Regions from separate parts of the Ovis aries genome. Here regions 1 and 2 are each linked to region 3. Evidence: chromatin contacts called from public Hi-C data. All regions are on one chromosome and are shown on one strand. The core of a region is the stretch at or near the end of the contact, and the rest is flanking DNA. Distances in the headings are between cores, read along the strand shown. Region 1 holds the start of MYO1E (myosin IE). Region 2 holds the start of RNF111 (ring finger protein 111). Region 3 overlaps MYO1E (myosin IE).

Region 1 (4,071 bases), core at 664-3,163, 200 kb after region 3:
ATTCTTCAAGCTCTTGACATAAAACACATTGATTTTTCTTTTTTTGGAAATATTTAACCATGGAAAATAATTATAGCAATTCTAAAGTACTTAAATTTAAGTAGCCAATTAGGCTGTGGCCCAGTTTAGGTATCTCCACCCTAATACACAGTTTAAGTAACTGGTTCTCTATAAAGGTTCCAAAAATAATGTGGGGTGGGCTGACTTCTTAAATCCTAAAACTGAAAGGGAAATTTTATTTACAGATTAAGTACCCTCTTAGGTAGAAACAAGGGTGACATAACTTTGGACTAAGTGAAAACAAAACAAAACAAAAAGCTTTGGTCAAGGGTGCCCCTTTAAAGATTTTTGTGTGGTTGCTTTTAATCATTCTTTTGAATAAACACAGCACTGGATCAAGTGCTCCTTTTAGTTGTAAGTTTCTATGTGCCTTTGCTAATTTCCCCCAGCTCCTGCAGGATAGAGATTTTTAAATTAGTGCTGCACGGGTTATCATTTTTACTTAGCGCCACTTTCACAGTCACTTAAAAAAAAAAAAAAACAACAACAACAGAAGAGGACCAGCGGAGTCCTAAGTCAGATTAGTTGAAAAGAAGCAAGTGTGGAAACTATGAAGCCTTGGGGTAAAACTTCCCCCCTCCCCTCCGCTGATGGACTGCCAATCTCTTCAAAATAGAGCCCTTGCTTTTGTGCTTTGGAAAGAAAAGTACACACCACGCCAAACCCCAAGGGCTGTGGCTAAGGTTATGGGGGGCGGGGTAGTCCAGGCGGGACATTGTGGGGTAGAGGAAAAGTCAGAAACGAGTCAGAAAAAGAGCCAGCCACTTCCATCAATTTCCCAAGTACCGAAGGAAAAAGAACAAAAAACTCGACTTCCTCCTCTGCGAACCGTCTGCTGTACACCCGAAAAGTGCCAGCCACCTCGCACTTGGAGAAAAGGGAGGGTGGTGTTTACTCGGCCTTTTTGGTGCCAAGACCCTCCCGGCCGGCGCGGCTCTCAGCTGCCCGGGGCACCCTCGCCCGCAGCCGCCTGCCCACCGCCAGGTGCTCGCCCTACCTGGCGCCCGGCTGCCTTTGTGCGGCCGCGTCGCCCCCGCCGGCGCGCGGATGCCAGCGGGACAACTGCGGCGCTGCCGGGCGGCCGGGGAGGAGCGGGGTCCGTGGCGCCGGTGCTGCGGGCGGCCGCTCCTACCTTCCCAGCCGGGAGAAAGCGATGCCCATCCCCTCCCGGGGAGCCGTGCCCCTGAACTTGGATCTCCCCGGCTTCCGACAGCTGGCAGCCATAGCCAACCGGCCTCGAAAAGTTTGGCGACGCCGAAAGCGACTTGAAAGAAAGTTTTCCTTGGCCCCCCACTCCCTCTCCCCGAGCCCGGGTGGAGGAAAAGCGGCAGGAAATCAGGACTCGCGACGTGCCGGCTCCGGCGTCCACCTTCTCCTCTCCCGGCCTCGGCAGCGCGCCCAAGGTGGGTGCCCCGCGCCCGGGCTTCCCGCCCCATCCCCGGGTCCGGCGTCCCGGGACGCCGCGCGGCCAACTCACCATGGTGACTCGCGCCGCGATCGCGCCTCTGGCGTGTCCCGCTGCCGGGGAGCTGGGGCTGGAACGCAGTCTCCTGGGCGAACTTCAGAAGTTGGTTCCCTTCGCCAAAAACAGGCTCTCGACAACCCAAGGACTCACAAGAACCAATGGGAACCCTGGGGGGACTCCATCCAGGCGGGATCGGCGGCGGTAGGTGAAGGCGAGCAGGAGGCTGCTTAGCAGGCGGGGCGCATACTGCGGAGGACCAGGGTCCACCCAGACCCAGCGCTCGCCGCCCCGCCTAGGTGAGTGCAATGCTCTCCGCGCGTCCCACGAGCTGCCCTGCCTTGCTCCTCTTTCTTCGGCCACTTACTCCGTACTCCTCTGGCTGAGCCTCGACTCGGGCAGGGCAATCTGTCCATAAATGGAGAATTCAGCTCTGGCCTGACCAATCAGGGTTTGTTTTTACAGCGTCACTCCTCAGGGAAACCGTAGTAGCCAACAAGCTTGTAGCTGTTGGAGTTTCCAAAGCCCTCTGGATCCTGTAGTCCTCCTCCACGCCAGCCTCCAGAAAGCGCTGCTGACCTGGCTCGCTCCCTCTTGCAATCCCTGAACTGGTAAGAAGAAAACCACTCTGTGAAAGAGAAGTAAACTGGAAAACTTTTTTTTTTAACGCCAAAGTTAGAGTAAGTGTAGCTGAAGTGTATGTTTTTCCCATAGCTTCTTTTTTTTTTTTTTTTAAGAAGAAGGAAATATTTTATCAGCATAAAAGATCAGAGTCATGGCAGCAGCCCAAAGGAAATCCTTTTTCTTTCCAACGTCTGGATTGTGAGGAAAGTCAAAAATATCGTTGCCCCCACCCTTTCTTTCACCTGAATTTCCTTGGAAAACAAAGGAAGGCTTTTTAAGGGGGAGGAGAGGAAGGGGCGTTTTTGATGGCGAAGAAATTGCACGTGCACTAAGCCCAAGGACAGGGGAGAGAGGCGTGGGAAGGACGCCCACCCAATCTCAGTCGGCACAGATCTGCTGATGACAATTTGAGTTACAATCAAGCATCGGGTGGGCAGTGAGGAGACGATTGGGGTGGGGGGGAAAGCAGAATCCTGAAATAAATTAGAGCAGCTGATGTTTTCAGGGTTCAGAAGTAAACATGCTGGGTCATAACAAGATAGTCCTCTCTGGATCTATGGTAGGTAAGATTTGAAAACTTCCGGGCGCAGAAAAACTACCAAGCATAATGATTCACTGTGATTTGCTTTATGAACTTTGGGGGTAACCCTTCACTTGAATAAAGGATCCTCGAGTCGGAAGGGATGTTAAAAATCCTCTTGTCTGGAATGGGTAAACAAAATGTAGTATATCCACAGAATAGAATATTATCCAGCTGTTAAAAAGGAAGTACTAACAACGTGCTGCTACAACATGAACCTTGACAATATTAAGTGAAAGCATCCAGGAAAAAAGACGCCATGTTATATGATTCCATTTATATGAAATTAGAAAATCCACAGAGGCAGAAATCGATAACATTGATTTCCAGGGACTGGGGAGAGAGGTGAAATGAAGTGAAAGTCGCTCAGTCCTGTGTGGGAATAATTGCTAATAGTTCTGTGTTTCCTTATTGGTGAAAATATTCTGGAGATGGTAGTACAACTTTGTGAATATACTACAATACAAACCACTGAATCGTGCATTTTAAAAGGGTGAACCTTATAGTATGTGAATTATATCTCTGTCTTAAAAATTGAAAGATCATGTTGACCAAATTCTTGTCCTCATCTACACAGGAAGGCAAATAGATGTAATTGAATGACCTAATCATGGCCACTATGAATATAGTGGTCTCTGACTTCATCAAGCTTACAATTTTAAAGGGAGGGAGACAAAAGATAAATTTTAAAACAATAAATAATTACAGGAAAGATACAACTATAAGAAGAAGTAAAAGTAGTTTTGTACACGGAAGTACCATATTTGAAGCTATAGGTTAGATAGTTGATCTGAAAGCATTCCGTAGCACAGACTGGACAGGAAACCCTCGAGGCATCTGTTGAGCACTCATTAGGTCCGTACAGGTGTGATCATAGGCTAAGTATATTCGGATGTGATTCATTATTCTCAGGTAAATCCATGTCTCAGGGGCATGTCAGCTTCAAAATATGAGCAAGTATCTTAAAAACTAATGAACAGGGTATAGTAATTCAAAGAGAAAAAGAACACTAAAGCCTTTATTCCAAACATGAACTATTTCACTTCAACTTGGATATTTGTTAAATTTAATTTTTCGTTTTCTATGAATAGTCCTTCTTTTCATACAACCAATCCATGTATTACTCTTTATGTGTTGTTTGCATATAATATTTGAATAGTCATTCTAAAAGCCTTAAAAAAAAAAAAAAAAGACCTAATGAGTAGGGAATTCCCTGGCAGTCCAGTGGTTAGGACTCAGTGCTTTCATTGCAGGGCCAGGTTCAATCCCTAGTCCGGGAACTAAGATCCCCAAGTGGAGTGGCAAAAAAAAACACTAATGAACAGAGGTTACCAAAAGGGAAATT
Region 2 (4,382 bases), core at 1,746-4,245, 140 kb before region 3:
TTTCATGTCCCTCACCGTTCACTTCTTTATTGAAACTTTTCCTCATTGGTGCTGTTTGTTACATGTTTATCACTTTCTTTCTGGCCCACGCATAGCCTTGTGGGACTCTTTTTAATTTTTCAGCTCTTAAAATGTCAGGCTTCTCTGTCTCGTCTCACTTCTACTCTGTGTGGCCTCATCAGAACTATTCTGGCTGTCACACTCTGTGTGAATGAGTCCAGATCTCTGTCTTCAGCCCAGACCTCTCTCCTAAGCTTCAAACAGCTTATTGGAATCTCCACTTTGGGTAAATTCAACTTGCCCAACATAGGAAGTAATACTTTCCTTTCTCTCAATCTCCTCCCTTATCCTAACCAGTTGAAAGGTCCAGACCCCAAAGTTGGGTTTTTCAAGCCTGTGTCTCTTTCTTGAATGGTGCCACCACCCAAGCATTCACCATAAATCTGGAAGTCTCTGAGATTCCCCTCCTTCACCTTCTAGAACCACATAGTTATTCATTCTTCTTATTGTTTCTGTCCCTTCCTGCTCATTTCTACTACCCGCACCCCTTTTTACCTGCAATTCTGACTGGTCTTTGCTCCTCTCCTCTTGGCCTTCTCTGTCTGTCCTCTACTTGCCTTATAGAATGGTGTCTTTAATCAAATCTGATTATTTCTCCTCTGATTGATACCCTTTAACAGCTTCTCATGGTTTGAAATATAAAATAGTTAAAATTCCTTTTCCTAGCAAAAATCTTACTTAATACATTTCTGTCTACTTTGCTTCCCTTATCTCCTGAGACGTTCCTTGCAGGATACATTCAGTAGATCTTAGTAGAGAATTTGTTTCACGATGTTTCAACTAGAGGATTCTGTAGCTTAGTATTGCTAATCTTTCTGTGGGCAATGCCCTATTTGCTTTATGTAACTGTCTTATTAATGTTGCAAAATTTAAAGGTTACCTTCTCTTGGTTTGACTACAGTATTCTGTCTTTGTGTTCTCAGAGCGTGAGTGTGTCATCCTATACCTTCCACGTTATATTCTAAATAGTGGGCTTGCTTTCTGGGTCTTCTCAAATACTTCAAGTAAAACAGTGGTCATGTATCTAGTACTCACAATGCTCAGCACAATGTCTAGCACATAGTAAGTACTTGATAAATATTTGTTATACAAATGAATAATACCAAATATACGAAAGACCTGAACTGGTACAGAGTACAGAGAGGAATGGGTGGATTTTCAATATTTGAAATGTTTCATTGGCAGAATTGGAAGTACTTACTGCCTGATTAGAGGTAGGGAGTGAGGAACAGAGAGTTATCAAATATGACCATTATGTTCCTCATTAGATAACTTGGTCCTATTGAAAGAGACAGTGAAACCTGAGATGGATGAGATTTAAACACTATATATGTACATTCATTTATTTATTTTGGACAAGATGCATTAGAATTGCCTGTGAGACATAACCAGTAAACAGCCATATGGGTCTGGATCCCAGTTAGCACTGTGCAACAGAAGTATCACATAAGTTACTAACATAGTTTAAAATTTTTAACCTGCTTTTGATTTTTAAAACTTGAGGTATAATTGACATTTTCTTTCTTTTCTCCCCGACCTTCCTTTCTTTTTGGAGACAGATTTACAAAGTTCAAATCAATTAGACACCTGCTATTTTCATCACCGAATTTTTTTTTTTTTAATTTTCAAAAATCACTGCAGATGGTGACTGCAGCCTCCTTGGAAGAAAAGCTTTGACCAACCTAGACAGCATATTTAAAAACAGAGACATTACTTTGCCAACAAAGGTCCATCTAGTCAAAGCTATGGTTTTTCTAATACTCATGTATGGATGTGAGAGTTGTACCATAAAGAAAGCTGAGTGCGAAGAATTGATGCTTTTGAATTGTAGTGTCGGAGAAGACTTGAGAGTTCCTTGGACTGCACGGAGATCAAACCAGTCAATCCTAAAAGAAATCAGTCCTGAATATTCATTGGAAGGACTGATGCTGAAACTGCAATACTTTTGCTACCTGATGCAAAGAACTGACTCATTGGAAAAGACCCTGATGCTGGGAAAGATTGAAGGCAGGAGAAGGGGATGACAGAGGATGAGATTGTTGGATGGCATCACCTACTTGATGGACATGAGTTTGAGCAAGCTCCAGGAGTTGGTGATGGGCAGGGAAGCTGGGCATGCTGCAGTCCATGGGGTCACAGGGTTGGACTTGACTGAGTGACTGAACTGAATGGATTCTTTTTCCATATAGGTTATTACAGAATATTGAGTAGAGTTCCCTATGCTATTCAGTAGGTTCTTGTTGGTTATCCATTTTACAGATAGTGCTGTGTACATGTCAACCCCAAACGCCCCATCTATCCCTATTCCCAACCCCTTCCCCAAACCTCTAAGTTCACTCACTGGAATTTGAAAGGAAGTTTTACTGATTCCAAGGCCTACATCCCTTTTGCCTACAGCCTATTAATGCAAGTAATGAAGCATCTGTTGTCTCCTGATTTTTATAAAATAAGAAAACGTATATGATTGTACAGTTAGTTCCCAGGATATCTATTACCATTTTTTATCTGATTTTGAAAGCAAATTCACCTCAACGGTGATGATCTCATTGGTAAGGATGATTTGAGTACCATTTGCTGTGACAGACTAAACCATGGCGTTTTTGTTCATTACCTTAAGTATAGTTATTAATTCTGTGGTTGTAACTTTCAGTTATGAAAAAAATCAACCAAGATGTAGTCAATATTTTGTTTAATACTGAACGCATTTCAAAAATGAACATAAAACGAGCTTTAGGACTTCGTTAGGTTTCGGCAACAGACTGATAAGGCGAGTACAAAGGGGGAGGGCCAGCGAAGAGGGAGCCGGACGGTGAGAAACAGGCATCTGAGCAAGCGCAGAAACAAACAGATGTTAATGGAGGATTGAAGGCTACTGCGCTCTCACTTTGCGAACTGTCGTAAAGCTTTGAGTGTCGTGCTTCCTCGGTAGAGGAGGGATTGGTTAGGCGGCGGCGACTGGAGAGCAGCAGCAGTGGCGGCGACGGTGGCGAGGTGTTCGGTCTGCGCAGCATAGAAACGCCCGCAGTTTCGGGGAACGAGTTCCCGTGGGACCAAATTAGGCATTCTGACCCTAAGCCGGGTCAGCTGGGCCGAACCAGGCGCTGCCGCTGGTACAGTTTTGGTGGCGGTGACAGACGCTGCTCTTGACCGTAGGGGCCTCTTAGGCCAACATCTGAGGCGCAGATCACTGGCTCTCGACGCATCCTCTTCCCCGCTCACATCTCCTGTCTTCCTTCCTGGGCCAGCGATTCCCAGAGCCTGGGAAGAGGGTGGCTAATGATTCAGGTGAGGGGGCCGGGGGGAGGGGATCGATTGGAGGCCGCGCGTGCGCGCAACGGGGGAGGGGCCGGGCTGGAGGGGAGAAAGAGGAAGGGCTGCGGCCGCGGAAGGCTGGGGTCGGCGGCCGGCCGGTTACTGCTGGCTCCGTTGTGGCTTAGGGTCGAGGTTTCCGCGGAAGATTTAATTGTGTTTGACAGAGCGTTCGTCTACAGACACACCCACCCTCCTCAGTAAAGGACGGTGGGTGAGGGGATTTCTTTCCCCTTTTTGACTCTCTAGAGTCTTAGGACAGGGGCTGAGGACTGAGGCGTGGGAGTGCGATTTGACAATGGAGTGATGAAGGTAACCCGCACCCGGGGAGTTGGAGGGCGCTAAGGCAGCCCTGACGGTTAGGGAGTTGCCTCCTTCTGTGATCAAGGAAACGTAGACCGCAGAACAGCAGAAATACAGACGCGTCAGATTTTGTAAAGAGTTGGTTGGCTGGCCATTAAAAAAGCTTAATATTTTTATTATTATCATTATTTTTTTTTTACAGAGTTTATCAGAGCCGGTAGCAATGTTGTTGTGGAAATATTTGTGCTGCAGAAATGAGGTTTGTCACATAGTTCTTAAATAGGTTAGAGTAGATCTTTACAGATAACTTAACTCAGGTCTAAGTTTTAACATTTAAAAAAATACCAGGAAGTATAGGGTGTTCGTTTAATTTGTTCGTGTTTGTAGTGTGGGGTGACTCCATTGTATTGCATGCTTTCCTGTTTCTTGATTTATGTGCAGGATGAATTTAGAGCTCTCTGGGGAGATAAGATGCCAGCTGACATAGATTTCATTTTATAGTTCATAACGCTTTTTGTACCTGACTTAATCCAAACTTTATTTCATTTGGTGTTTTATGTTTAATTTTCTTGTTTTAGGGATCTCTTTAACCAAAAAGCACAGACTGGGAAAAAGATAACTAAGGTTCCATTTCCTTTCCCATTTCTGTTTTTTTTTTTTTTTTTGTCATTGCTTTCAAATGTTAGTATGTGATTTGGATATCACATACA
Region 3 (3,921 bases), core at 504-3,003:
GATGAGCTTGCACACAGAAGAGCCCAAGGAATACGCTAAAAAATACTACTAGAATAAAAAGATTCAGAAAGACTATAGAACACAAGATCAATATACAAAAATCAGCTATATTTCTAGGAACTAGCAATGAGCAATCTAGAAAAGGAACTGAGAGGACAATTTCAGTTACAATACACAAACAGAATATTACTTAGGAATAAATTTAACAAAAGAAGGATGATTCTATTTACATGAAATGTCCAGAAAAAACTAACCTATTCTGACAGAAAGTAGATTAGTGGTTGCTGAGGGCTAGGGGAGGGAGGGATGACGGCTAAGGAGAAGAAGGTTTCCCTCTGGGATAACGCAAATCTTCCTAAATTAGATTATGATGATGGTTGTATACCCCTGACTATACTAAAAGCTGGTGAACTGTATTTTGAATGGGTTGATGTTATGGTATGTAAATTATATCTCAAGAAAGCTGACTCAAAAGTAAAAAAGTAAGGGGCTTCCCTGGTGGTCCAGTGGTTAAGGATCTGCCTTGCAATGCAGGGGACACGGGTTTGATTCCTGTTCGGAGAAGATCCCACATGCTGCTGGGCAGCTAAGCCAGAGTGCCACAGCCACTGAGCCTGTGCTCCATAATTCCTGAAGCCCTCATGCCCTAGAGCCGGTGCTCCACAACAAGTGAAGCCACTGCAACGAGAAGCCTGTGCATGGCAACTAGAGAGTAGCCCCTGCTCTCTGCAGCTAGAGAAAGCCGGCACAGCAGCAAAGACCCCACACAGCCATACACAGATATTTCTTTCAAAGATACTTGCACAAAAAATATTTTTAAAATAAGTAAATTGCATGGGCCCCCCGGGCTCTGCAGTGCACTCTTGATACCCAGAGTCAGCTCAGCCAGCTTGTGTACAAGCAGCTGCTGGATGTCCCACCCAGGAACTGGGACACAGTGGAGGAGGGGATGGAAGACCATTTAAACACCTGTGTGAACACAGCCACTGTGTGGTCTTTGATTCCAAGCCATCAGAGCCTACTTCCTCAGAATAAGTCATCAAAGTAAAACCTCAGGGATTACTGAGGCATTGGGTTCCCGTGGACAGTGGACATTGGCCTGATTGTCCCAGGCCCTGGACAACAGCTGTCATGCAGTGTAAGGTCATCTGGTCGTGTATCTCTTGGCTGAATGGGGCTCACAGTGCTCCACAGTTGGGAGGGGGAGATTCCAGAGAGCTCTGAAATGGGGCACTGTTTGCTGGGGAGCAGCAGTATCGACGAGGTGGGCTGTGCTTGATGGGGAAAGGACCTGGGGGTGGAGAACAGCTCGGCATTTTGCATCAGGAAAGGGGCTGTTTAGGCGATCCCAAGATCACCACTGTCTGCCTCTGGAACCAGGAAAGGGGACAACTGTCCAGTCAGGCAGCACCTTCGCCAAGTGAGCCCTCCTCCTCTCCAGTCACTTTTGCCCCATTCTCACATCTAAGCATGTCCTTGCTCTTCTTGTGAGTGTCAGCAGAGGGGGTGTGGTCTGGGAACCCCTGCCTGGAGCTCTGGGAAAGATACCATGCTGGGCATTTTCAAATGTTGCTTCATTTAGCCTCACGACACTCCCATGAGATCACTGACGTGGGTTCCTGGAATTTCCTGCTGGCTTCGTCAGCGAATGGCGTGATGCATACGCGGCAGACTCCCAGAGCTCCAGCCACACTGATTTTTCTGGCCCCATGCTCCCCGGCCCACACAGAGCACTGCTAATTCCTACTCAGCCTTTGGATCTTGTTTCAGCCCCTGCAGCATCCTCTGGTAGCCTGTGTCTGCTCTAAGCAGGGGGTAGGTGCACTGGGGACAGGGGCCTGGGCTACCTGTCTCCCTAGCAGGACAGCAGAGTCCATGGAGGTGTCTGTTCTCACCATAGTCATCCCTGGACCTGGTGTCAGGCCCAGGAAGACTGTGTGGCCTCAATCTGCACGTCCTGCAGGAGTAGTATAAGGGACTGTGGCTTGAATCGGAGTAGGTGCACTGGGTTTGAGGCCCAGTTCCGACACTGGCTGGCACATGACTTGGATCCATCACTTCACATCTTTAGGGATCTGTCTTCATGGGTTAAAAAGAGGGAATTCTGGCAATGGCCCAGGCCCTTTTCCTAATTCTAAGACAGCTTTCCAGAGTGCTTTTAAGATCTCTACTGTCAGACCAACCACAGAACACAGGACACCTGCTCCGATGGGGTGATCACTGGCTCTTTACTAACTGCAGTGCAGACCTGGAAACCATCACACAAATCAGTCAGAACAGCCATTTTCCTGGCTGGCTTGGACTCAACTCAGACTATCTCTTTCCACCACTAGGTGGCGATCCTGTGCAGTCAATAACGAGGAGATGACGGCTCCTTTCTACCAGCTACCAGAAATTGACACCTCTCACAGTCATGAAAAAGGGATTCAGACTTTCTTACCTAGCAAACAAGACCCTTGTGCCCAGTGTGCAGGAACTGGCTTCAACCCAGCCTGTGAGAGCAGGCTGTCACACTTTCAGAAATTATGTGGGTCAGTTGTTAAAGAATCGTTAAAGATGAAATCTGTGGTGTTGAAGACTTGAGAGTCCCTTGGACAGCAAGGAGATCAAACCAGTCCATCCTAAAGGAAATCAACCCTGACTATTCAGTGGAAGGACTGATGCTGAAGCTGAAGCTCCAATACTTTGGCCACTTGGTTCAGAGAGCTGACTCATTGGAAAAGACCCTGATGCTGGGAATGATTGAGGGCATGAGGAGGAAGGGGGCGAAAGAGGATGAGATGGCTGGACTCAATGGACATGAGTTTGAGCAAACTCCAGGAGATAGTGAAGGACATGGAAGCCTGGCGTGCTGCAGTCCATGGGGTTGTGAAGAGTCAGACATGACTGAGTGACTGAACAACAAAGATGAAATAAAAAACATCTCACTGAATAAGTTAAATTAAAAGCAACGGCAACAAATACTCAGAATTTAACCCTCCCTAATTATTTTACCACATTTTACATCTATCCATGCTATTAATGTCTGCTGCCTACATGACGGTGGGAGATTGCATCTCCTCCCAGCTCTGCAACCAGTGGGGGAGTCACCCTGGTAGCTTGAAACGGGCCACACAGAGAGGGGAAACTAACAAATGTTACAGCTCTGTCGGAAAGACTAGAAAAGTCTCTCAGAGCACACCACTGTCCCTCATAGTCACTCACGTTTACTCGTCTGAAAGCACTTAGACTAGTTTTATTTTACAACGAATATGCAGGATTTTATGGGGCTTCCCTGCTGGCTCAGCGGTAAAGGATCTGCCTGCCAATGCAGGAGACCCAAGAGATGCGGGTTCAGTCCCTGGGTTGGGAAGATCCCCTGGAGAAGGAAATGGCAATGCACTCCAGTACTCTTACATGGAGAGTCCTATAGACAGAGGAGCCTGGCGGGCTACAGTCCACAGAGGCTCAAAGAGTTGGACACGACTGAGCGACTAAACCACAACAAGGTAGTTTTTGGTAGTGCTCATATTTTGATATTTGTAGTCCAATTAAACCTCACCTGATTGAAAACTGCGTTACTGGGATAATGGGGGTTGGAGCAAGAATTTCTGAATCAAAACAACAAAGTTATTTTTCCTATTGCCATTTCAATAATAAAGGTTCTCTGTGTGCAGATTTGTATGGAGTTATAAAACTCCACATCACGGAGCAAATCCGGTTGTTTCATTATATGTAACTCTGGCCTAGTGTAAAGTAGCTTTGCTGTTACCATGTGACGCATCATTTCAGTGTAATCTGTATAGTCGACCCTTCACACTCAGGAGTTCTGCATCCCAGATGCAGATACAATCAACTGCAGGTTGAAAATATTTGGGAAAAAAATTCCAGAAAGTTCTGAAAAGCAAAACTTGCATTTGCTGGGCAGGGCAACTATTTCCA

Evidence for each region. A called contact is a pair of places that touch in the nucleus more often than the background predicts.
Region 1: a contact with region 3 is called in a Hi-C map of hypothalamus, with 2.1 times the contacts expected there. The contact joins the promoter of MYO1E here to the enhancer-like site in region 3. A contact is called at or near these places in 4 of 16 Hi-C or Micro-C datasets (blood, hypothalamus, skin fibroblasts and 1 more).
Region 2: a contact with region 3 is called in a Hi-C map of tail adipose tissue, with 4 times the contacts expected there. The contact joins the promoter of RNF111 here to the enhancer-like site in region 3. A contact is called at or near these places in 5 of 16 Hi-C or Micro-C datasets (liver, muscle, omental adipose tissue and 1 more).

What each region holds. Positions count from the first base shown.
Region 1 is chr7:49,116,531-49,120,601 of ARS-UI_Ramb_v3.0, reverse strand. MYO1E (myosin IE) reads right to left here and starts at 1,913. Exons shown (of 28, transcript XM_004010559.5): 1 at 1,538-1,913. The coding sequence starts at 1,540.
Region 2 is chr7:49,460,949-49,465,330 of ARS-UI_Ramb_v3.0, reverse strand. It overlaps RNF111 (ring finger protein 111), which reads left to right and starts at 2,995. Exons shown (of 15, transcript XM_060417856.1): 1 at 2,995-3,345; 2 at 3,875-3,931. The coding sequence starts at 3,927.
Region 3 is chr7:49,321,458-49,325,378 of ARS-UI_Ramb_v3.0, reverse strand. All of the region lies in intron 26 of MYO1E (myosin IE), which reads right to left. Among named protein-coding and RNA genes, the nearest start is that of CCNB2, 40 kb to the left of the region's middle. Within about 2 kb of position 1,753, at least 17 of the 54 cell types and tissues checked have an H3K27ac peak or open chromatin away from gene starts, as enhancers often do. A contact at or near this core is called in hypothalamus and tail adipose tissue, where this site is marked.